2 separate regions of the Sus scrofa genome follow, and region 1 is linked to region 2. Evidence: chromatin contacts called from public Hi-C data. All regions are on one chromosome and are shown on one strand. Each heading gives the region's core, a stretch centred on a gene start, on an enhancer-like site or on the middle of the called end of the contact. The rest is flanking DNA. Distances are from core to core; before and after follow the strand shown. Region 1 overlaps DOCK9 (dedicator of cytokinesis protein 9). Region 2 holds the start of FARP1 (FERM, RhoGEF and pleckstrin domain-containing protein 1).

Region 1 (3,854 bases), core at 302-2,801, 680 kb after region 2:
TCAAATGCATTGCCATTGAAAAAAGAAGTCACCTGTTTCACGAAACCCACTTCCAGAACAGTCTGCTGGGGCAGACATCTTCAGCCTCTCACACCCACCACGCTCGGCTCTGAGGCATTTGATTCTATTTGCACAACTTTTCCTAAATGCCACCTTGTGATGAAGGTGACAGTTACTGAGTTACTGCAAGAGGGCGTGAAGCTCCCTCAGCACAGTGTCTGCGACAAGTGTACCGTCTGCCCGTCTTGACGGGCCAAAGTCAGAAGGAAGGAGGGGACGGCATAAGGACACCTTGTACACACTTGCTTTGGGGCCTCAAAACACTCAAATGCAAAAATTACTGTTACGATTTAAAAAATTCAGAGATAAAAGACAAAAAAAAATTCAGAGTTAAGATTAGAAAATGCTAAGCGCCACCGCATTTCAATTAAACATAGGAAATATTAATAGGAAGAACGTGTAAAACAATATCTCTACATTTGCTCTTTAAAGGAAAACATACTTTTATTTAACATAAACACAATCCTGAACATTTCTCAAATATCTCAAGAAAAGAACCATGTGAACATAAAAAGCAGAACCTTGACACTCAAATAGAAAGTTTATTAAAAACCTCTTCCCTATTTCATTGCTATAAGACAGAATTAGAGATAAGAGAAAAACTTCAGTAACAACTAAGTTCTAAAGTTTTTCTTAAAACATAAAATGCATTTACTTCTAATTAAACTTTAAAAACAATAGCAATAGAAAAATAGTATACACAGACCAAGACCCCATGAATACATTTGCACAGAAAACACAACACCAAAGGAAACAAACACACACACACTGAATGGTGACAGGGTGGGAGCAAGGACCCTGGTGACAATGAGATGTGCTCTGAGGAAATACCTGCAGAGGTGGCTTGCCCCCAGCAGGAGAGTCCAGCTCTCATCAAGCTCAGCGCAAAACTGAGAGTCTGGGCTGGGGCAGGGCGGGGAGGGTCCATGATACTCAGCCAAGAGTTCTGGTCGTATATCAACACAGGGCACAGACAGCTCATTTAGAAACAGAGGGGGAAAGGCTCAATTTTAGAGACTTTTTTGGGGGAAGTCCAAATACATCCGAGATGGACTGAAAACATTCTTTTCTTAAGAACGATGGAAAGTAGTTGATGAGAAATGAGCCCCTTCGTAGCTGGGAAGCAGGATGGTCAAAAAGGATCTTCGGAAGCGAAATGGGGGAGGAATCACTGAGGAAGGAAAAAGAAAAAGAAAGAGGGAGAGGACACAGCCAGAGGAATGGGAGGGGAGAAAGAGCAGACAGAAGGACCGGAGCACGAGGGAGAATTTGGAAGGAAGTGCAGAAGTGCAGCAACAGGTCACGGAGGAAAATCTTTCCAAGAGATGCGCCTGAGATGGAACGAGACAGCAGGAACGTAGGAACGCAGGCAAGATGCCACCAGGCTTCCTGGCAGCAGTCCAAAGACCTGCCAGCTGTCTTCATGGCTGTTTATGAGGATTCCAACCGCCAATCACCACAGACAACAATTCCCACACTTTCAGATCAAGCAAGACAGAGAAGGGCACGAGACCTCAAACTCAAACCCCCACGGTACCTGGCGATGTAGCGCTTCCCCATGTACTGGAACTGGTGCAGGCAGACTCTGCGGACGGGAGGGAAGACTGTCAGGGGGGCGTGGAGATTAAAACACCTTCTGACGCCTGGCTCTCCTGAAGCCCATCAGTTCAGTAACAGTAACACATTCAGTAAGCTCTTACATCTACGGCTAGCCCCTCACGCCTGCTTTTCAGAAGTCCTCTAGAAGGTCCCTCTAAACCCAGAGAAACAGATCAAACGCAGGGGAGGCCCCAGACTGTGCTGCCATTAGTAGCACGGGGGATGGTCTGAGCGACACAGAAGAGAGGCCCAAGGTGGACAGGGTGGGCCGTCAGCTTAGGGCTTGGACGTTCACTCTACGTTTGCCCTCGAAGTCACAGGGAAACCACGTGCCCTGTTCTCAGCTGCTTCTTCCTTCTCCACAAGGAGCTTTCCCTCTTTCTCTTTTATTTTTTTAGGGCACCACCTGGGGCATATGGAAGTTCCCAGGCTAGGGGTCAAATTGGAGCTGTTGCTGCCAGCTTGCACCACAGCTCACGGCAATGCCAGATCCTTAACCCACTGAGCAAGGCCAGGGATCGAACCTGTGCCATGGATACTGGTCGGGTTCATTACTACTGAGCCACAACAGGAACTCAGAGCTTTCTCTTTTGATTTAAGTAAATGGACTGGTCCCTTACAGACATCAAATAGGTAGTTTCTAAACTTTATTTTACTATATCCATGACACTGATTTTTAAAAAATCACATATTAATAAGTTAAAATAATGTCTAGTAAGTTCTTCTGGGGCTAAATCTCATCTCACACATGACAACTCCCACTGTTCACACATCAGAGGAAGAAGCCAGGAGACAGTGAACCTGGACCACGACTCCAACACACACAAAGCTCTGAAAGCCATAGCTTTCCACCCAAATTTGTACAAATACATTTGGTAGAAAACTGTGCCCTCAACTAACAGACATAAAACTACTGAGTCATGATTTAACCAATTACTGTGAACAATCATAGGACCGCAGAGATCATTTCTTACTGAAGAAACAGTAACGTGTTTGAATGTGGGGTGCTGCTTGAGACCATGTTGGGGTGTTACAGAATATACTCTCTAGGTAAACATCTTAAAAATCCAAAAAAAAAAATTTCTGGGAGTTCCCGTCGTGGCGCAGTGGTTGACGAATCCGACTAGGAACCATGAGGTGGCAGGTTTGGTCCCTGCCCTCGCTCAGTGGGTTAACGATCCGGCGTTGCCGTGAGCTGTGGTGTAGGTTGCAGACGCGGCTCGGATCCCGCGTTGCTGTGGCTCTGGCGTAGGCTGGTGGCTACAACTCCGATTCGACCCCTAGCCTGGGAACCTCCATATGCCGAGGGAGCGGCCCTAGAAATGGCAAAAAGACCAAAAAAAAAATTTCTGGATTTGGAAAATCACCCGCCCCATCACTTTTGGACAAGGGGTTATAGATTCCATGTTTTTTAAAAGTAAAAAGCTTAAATGAAAACAGAAACCAAAGAGATAAAATAATATAGACCATATTTAAGATTTCTTTTTTTACTTATTATATATTTTTATTTTTAAAAATGTGTTTTTTGCTTTTATGGCTGCGCCTGTGGCATATGTAAGTTCCCGGGCTAGGGGTCAAATTGGAGCTGCAGCTGCCAGGCTACACCACAGCCACAGCAATACCGGATCCAAGCTGCATCTGCGAGCTATGCTGCAGCTCATAGCAACACCGGATCCTTAACCCACTGAGCAAGGCCAGGGATCGAAAGGCATCCTCACAGAGAAAACTTCAGGGCCTTGACCTGCTGAGCCACATGGGGAACTCCCTATATTTTTACATTAAGAAATTTTTCTGTCTCAGTTTCTGCATCTGCTTGAGTTAAGTTAGATTCAACTTAGATATGCAGCATCCACACAATTCAGCTACTAAATTTTGTGTTATTTTATTAAAATCGCTTATACACCTAAGTTGTAATCTCTCCTCTATAACAGTCCCATTTCTAGTAATGTAAGGCTGGCCATGAGCCCCTGAGAGTGGGTGCTGGGGTCAGGGCCAAGAGAAAGAGCTATAGGAGTAAGCACAGGGGTGAAACACTGCATTTCTGGTTCAGCTGCATAGCATTCTTCACGCCTCTGAATTAGCCAGGAAAATCAAGGGTCAACGAGCAAAGACAAAACTACTCACTCTGATATTGTAAAAAAATCCATCAGCTCAGATGTTGAGGCCTTGTTCCAATACGTAAACAAAGCATCTAG
Region 2 (3,659 bases), core at 85-2,584:
AAAAAAAAAAAATCCCCAAACCAACCCACACCCCAAAACCAGTTCAATATCTCAGAGTATGTCTATCTGCTCCAGACACCACTCAAACACGAGCTACGCACCAGCGCCCCGGGACCTCTAAGGCACCCTGTTCTTGTGTGAATCCGCTCTTCCCCAGGGGTCCCCCACCTGTGGTTCTGAGTTCTGTTGTGGCCTCTCGTGAAACCTGCCTCTAGGCTGAAGGTCGGAAACTTCTCTAAGGTGCAAAACGATCAGGGTTCTAGAGCCAGCCGCCCATCATTGGGCGGGTGTGCCCACTAGCCTGGGGATCTCGCAAAGGGTCGCCTTCCTTTCTAACCCGCTGCCGGCACGTCCCTTTCCCTCCACGCCTGAGAAGGGTCCATCTACACAGACAAGAAAGGGTAAAATCAGGGACTGAGGGAGGGGTGGGAGTGGAGACGGTAAAGTGGCAGCTCCCAGCTGGAGGGTGGGGACAATGCCTCTCCCCGTCTTGGGTCCCAGACTCCTCGGTGCTGCCTCTTGCTCCCTCCTCCATTGAGGTCCGGAACTCCCGAAGGCGAGTCTGCAAAGCAGCTCCTAACCTATTCCACTCCTTCCCCCGCGGGGCACTGCTCCTGTCCCCAGAGGGGGCGAGTGGGCCTGGGGATTGTCGGGGGATTCGTGGGGTCGGAGGACTCTGGGCCGCGGCGGAGGAGGAGGGGGGGGATGACAACCGCCCCTCCGGGATTAAGTCCCTAGCAGCCCAGGGTGGCGCCGGAAGCCCGCCGGTGTGGCCTGGGGAAAGGGGTGGTGCTCGTGGGTCCCTGCAAAGCGCCGCCGCTCGCGCGACCACGTAGTTAAAAGTCTTAGGTGGGCACACGGGCGGGGCTCTCCCTTGCGTGACCTCAACAACGATTTGCGGAGCCCGTGTCACCGATCGTCCTCCAGCTGCTCCCGGTTTTGCCGGTGCGCTCCACTCCTGCTTCCATATCTCGCTTTCAACCACAGGGGCCGGATCGGCGCGTCTCTGGTGGCGCAGCGCACTCCCCTGAGCTTCCTGCGCTCTGCCAGGCGCTGCCGCGCGGAGAGACCAGCTCCAGCCGTAGAACCAAGTAAGGCGCGGATCGGAGGTGGGCTCGCCCGGCCAGGGAGGGGCGCTCCGGGCCCGCGGCCCCGCGGCGCACCTGCCCCCTGGGCGGAGCGGGGCGGGGCGCGCCAGCGCGCAGGTCGCCGGCGCGGACGCTGGAGGGGGCTGTGGCTCTCCCGCTGTCCCCGCGGCTCGGGCTGCGAGGTTCCCGGGCGCCCCCCCCTGCCGAAGGGCCGGCCCAGGCCGGGGGAGGGGCGCGCCCGCCTTCACTTCCCGCTCGCCGGCCTGGACACGGCGGGGCCGGCGCGGGCGCAGGGCTGCGGGCACTCGGCTGGCGCGCGGGGCGGGGACGCGGCCGCCGCCCGCTTTGAGCCGCTGCTCCTCCCCAAGCGAGTGGCGCTCGGCCCGGCGTCGAGGCGGCCATGGCGACCCTGAGCCCGCTCCCCACCCACCCTGCCTGCTCCGCCCTCCCCTCCGCCCCGCGCCACCTTTGATGGCTCGGACCTCGGCCGGCCAGCGCCAGCCCTGCTTGCGCGTCCGCGCCGCCGCTGCCGCCGCCCGCGGGTATTAATAGCCGAGCGCCCCCGCCGCACGCGCAGCGGAGCCGCCGCGCCCTCGGCCGCCGGGGGCTCGGAGCTGCAGAGCCGGGAGGCCGGGAGTGGGAGCCGGAGCCGGAGCCGCCGGCGCCGTGGAGGTAGGAGGCGCGCGGCGAACAATGACCGCGCGGGGCGGGCGGGCGGCAACTTGGGCGCGAGTCGGGCGCCCGGAGCCGACCGACCGGGACGCGGGTGGAGGTGGTTGCGTGGCCCGCGGGTCCTGCCTGGAGGAGGTGGCGGCGGGGGGGATCGGGCTTCCCCTACCAAGGCGGGAGACTCGCCCGCCGGCCTCGGGGCAGCCCGGCAACAATAGCCGGAGCCCGGGGGCCTCGGGGCCCCGTACCGCCCTTTGCACCCTCCTCTTACCTCCCGGGACTCGGGCTGCCGGCTCCGCGCGCGTCCCCTCTCGCCTCCCCCGCCCCGCGGCGCCCTTCCCCCGCTTCCTCCCATCCCACCCGGCGCAGTGACAGCGCCGGACGCTGCTTCCGGACCTCCGGCCGCAATCTCGGCCCCCGAGGCCGACCGCGGGCCGGGAAGGTGGCCGTTTTCGCGGGTGCCCCCGCCTTCCCGGGTGCCCGCGGCTCGCCCACGCGCGGCGCGAGGAGCCTAGTGGGTGACAAAGAGGAACACACCCTCTGCCTAAGTTAGATTTTCCCCTCTTTACCGCCAGCCTTTATGGAGAGGAAAGTTGTTTTTTTTATTCCCTCTTTTTTTCTTCCTTTTCTTTTCCTTTTCTTAAAGCAAAGGACACAGATTTTTGTGGTGAGCATTTCAAAACAACTTCTGATTGTGGTTTTACGATTTAAGTTCCGGAAACTTTAGCTGTGTGATCCGGCCAGACCTTTGAGTGTGTGCGTGTGTGTGTGTGTTTTATTTGAAGGGAAAAAATGAGTTCCCCGTAGTCAGTCTGGATGTCGTTTATGGCCCTTAGAGCCCAGCTGGAGTCTGGGCAGGATCCCCCCGGAACGAGGGAGGCGAGGCTCACAAAGAAACGAGGACTGTGCTATCAGATCAGCCGCTGCGATGGGGAGAGATTGCCTTTCATCTGGAAGAGTTTAGCCGGCTCAGCCTGCCTCTGATCCTTCTGGAGTACACTGGTGGCCTCTGGCTGTTTCATTTTATCATTGTTGTTCGTGTCTTTCTTGTTAGTTTCCCAGGTTTGACTTGCGCGCAGCCCCGCCCTGAGCCCTGGCTTTTGAGGAGCCCATCGCCCCTGCCTAGGAGGCAGTGTCTCCAGCAGAGCCAAACCCCAGCCTAGCAGTGGGTTAGGTTTAATGCCCTTTGCACGTGGTGACCTGGCCGAGCCCATTTCAGAACCTCTTCCGGCATTGCCTTGCTTTTCTTACTCAGTCTAAACAGGACAGAAAGGAGAAAGAAAGGCCTTTTTTGGTCCTGAGAGCTTTGGGATATTTGCCTTAAAAATTGCCCTCATTGTTGTGATCAAGCGAGGCTCTTCTGAAGTCTGCCTTGGCTTTCTTCCCACATTCCACAGCCTCCTGGCTGGGGGTTTACCCTCAGCCTTGCGAAGGGTTGGTGTTCCGGGTCTGACAGTTTCTGACCATGCACTTGATGTGGGCTCAGCATCCACATGACTCACTTTGTATTCCTGCAGCATCGTTCTGCAGCAAGGCACCAATATTGGAGTTACTCCAAGCACAACCGAAACGTTTGTGTTTTTAGAATGTCTGGCTAATAGATCTGCTTCTGGGTAAAATAAATAGACACATTATTGGCCAGTGGCTGGCTTGTTGGGCAAAGAGTTGGGGGAAATAGTGAGCTGATTAGCCCAGTGCTTCCCAGATTCTCTTCTTTCTTTCATGTGGGTGAGAAACTTGAAATCCTTGGTGATGTAGCCTGTCCCCTGTGAGTTGGGGTGTGGTTTTTCCGTTAAGGAGGTCTTTCCCTGCAGGAATCCTGAAGTTAGCTTTATAATACCCTTTACACATTGATGATCTCTTCCTGAAATTTATGCAGGGATTGCCTTCCTTAGATCGTAA

Evidence for each region. A called contact is a pair of places that touch in the nucleus more often than the background predicts.
Region 1: a Hi-C map of fetal skeletal muscle shows a contact between it and region 2, with 2.5 times the contacts expected there. The contact joins the enhancer-like site here to the promoter of FARP1 in region 2. A contact is called at or near these places in 1 of 5 promoter capture datasets (liver) and 5 of 47 Hi-C or Micro-C datasets (embryonic fibroblasts, fetal heart ventricle, fetal skeletal muscle and 2 more).

What each region holds. Positions count from the first base shown.
Region 1 is chr11:67,818,345-67,822,198 of Sscrofa11.1, forward strand. DOCK9 (dedicator of cytokinesis protein 9) reads right to left here. Exons shown (of 53, transcript XM_021065834.1): 36 at 3,784-3,850; 37 at 1,598-1,645. Among named protein-coding and RNA genes, the nearest start is that of SLC15A1, 130 kb to the left of the region's middle. Within about 2 kb of position 1,552, at least 4 of the 83 cell types and tissues checked have an H3K27ac peak or open chromatin away from gene starts, as enhancers often do. A contact at or near this core is called in fetal skeletal muscle, where this site is marked.
Region 2 is chr11:67,143,288-67,146,946 of Sscrofa11.1, forward strand. FARP1 (FERM, RhoGEF and pleckstrin domain-containing protein 1) reads left to right here and starts at 1,335. Exons shown (of 27, transcript XM_021065374.1): 1 at 1,335-1,760.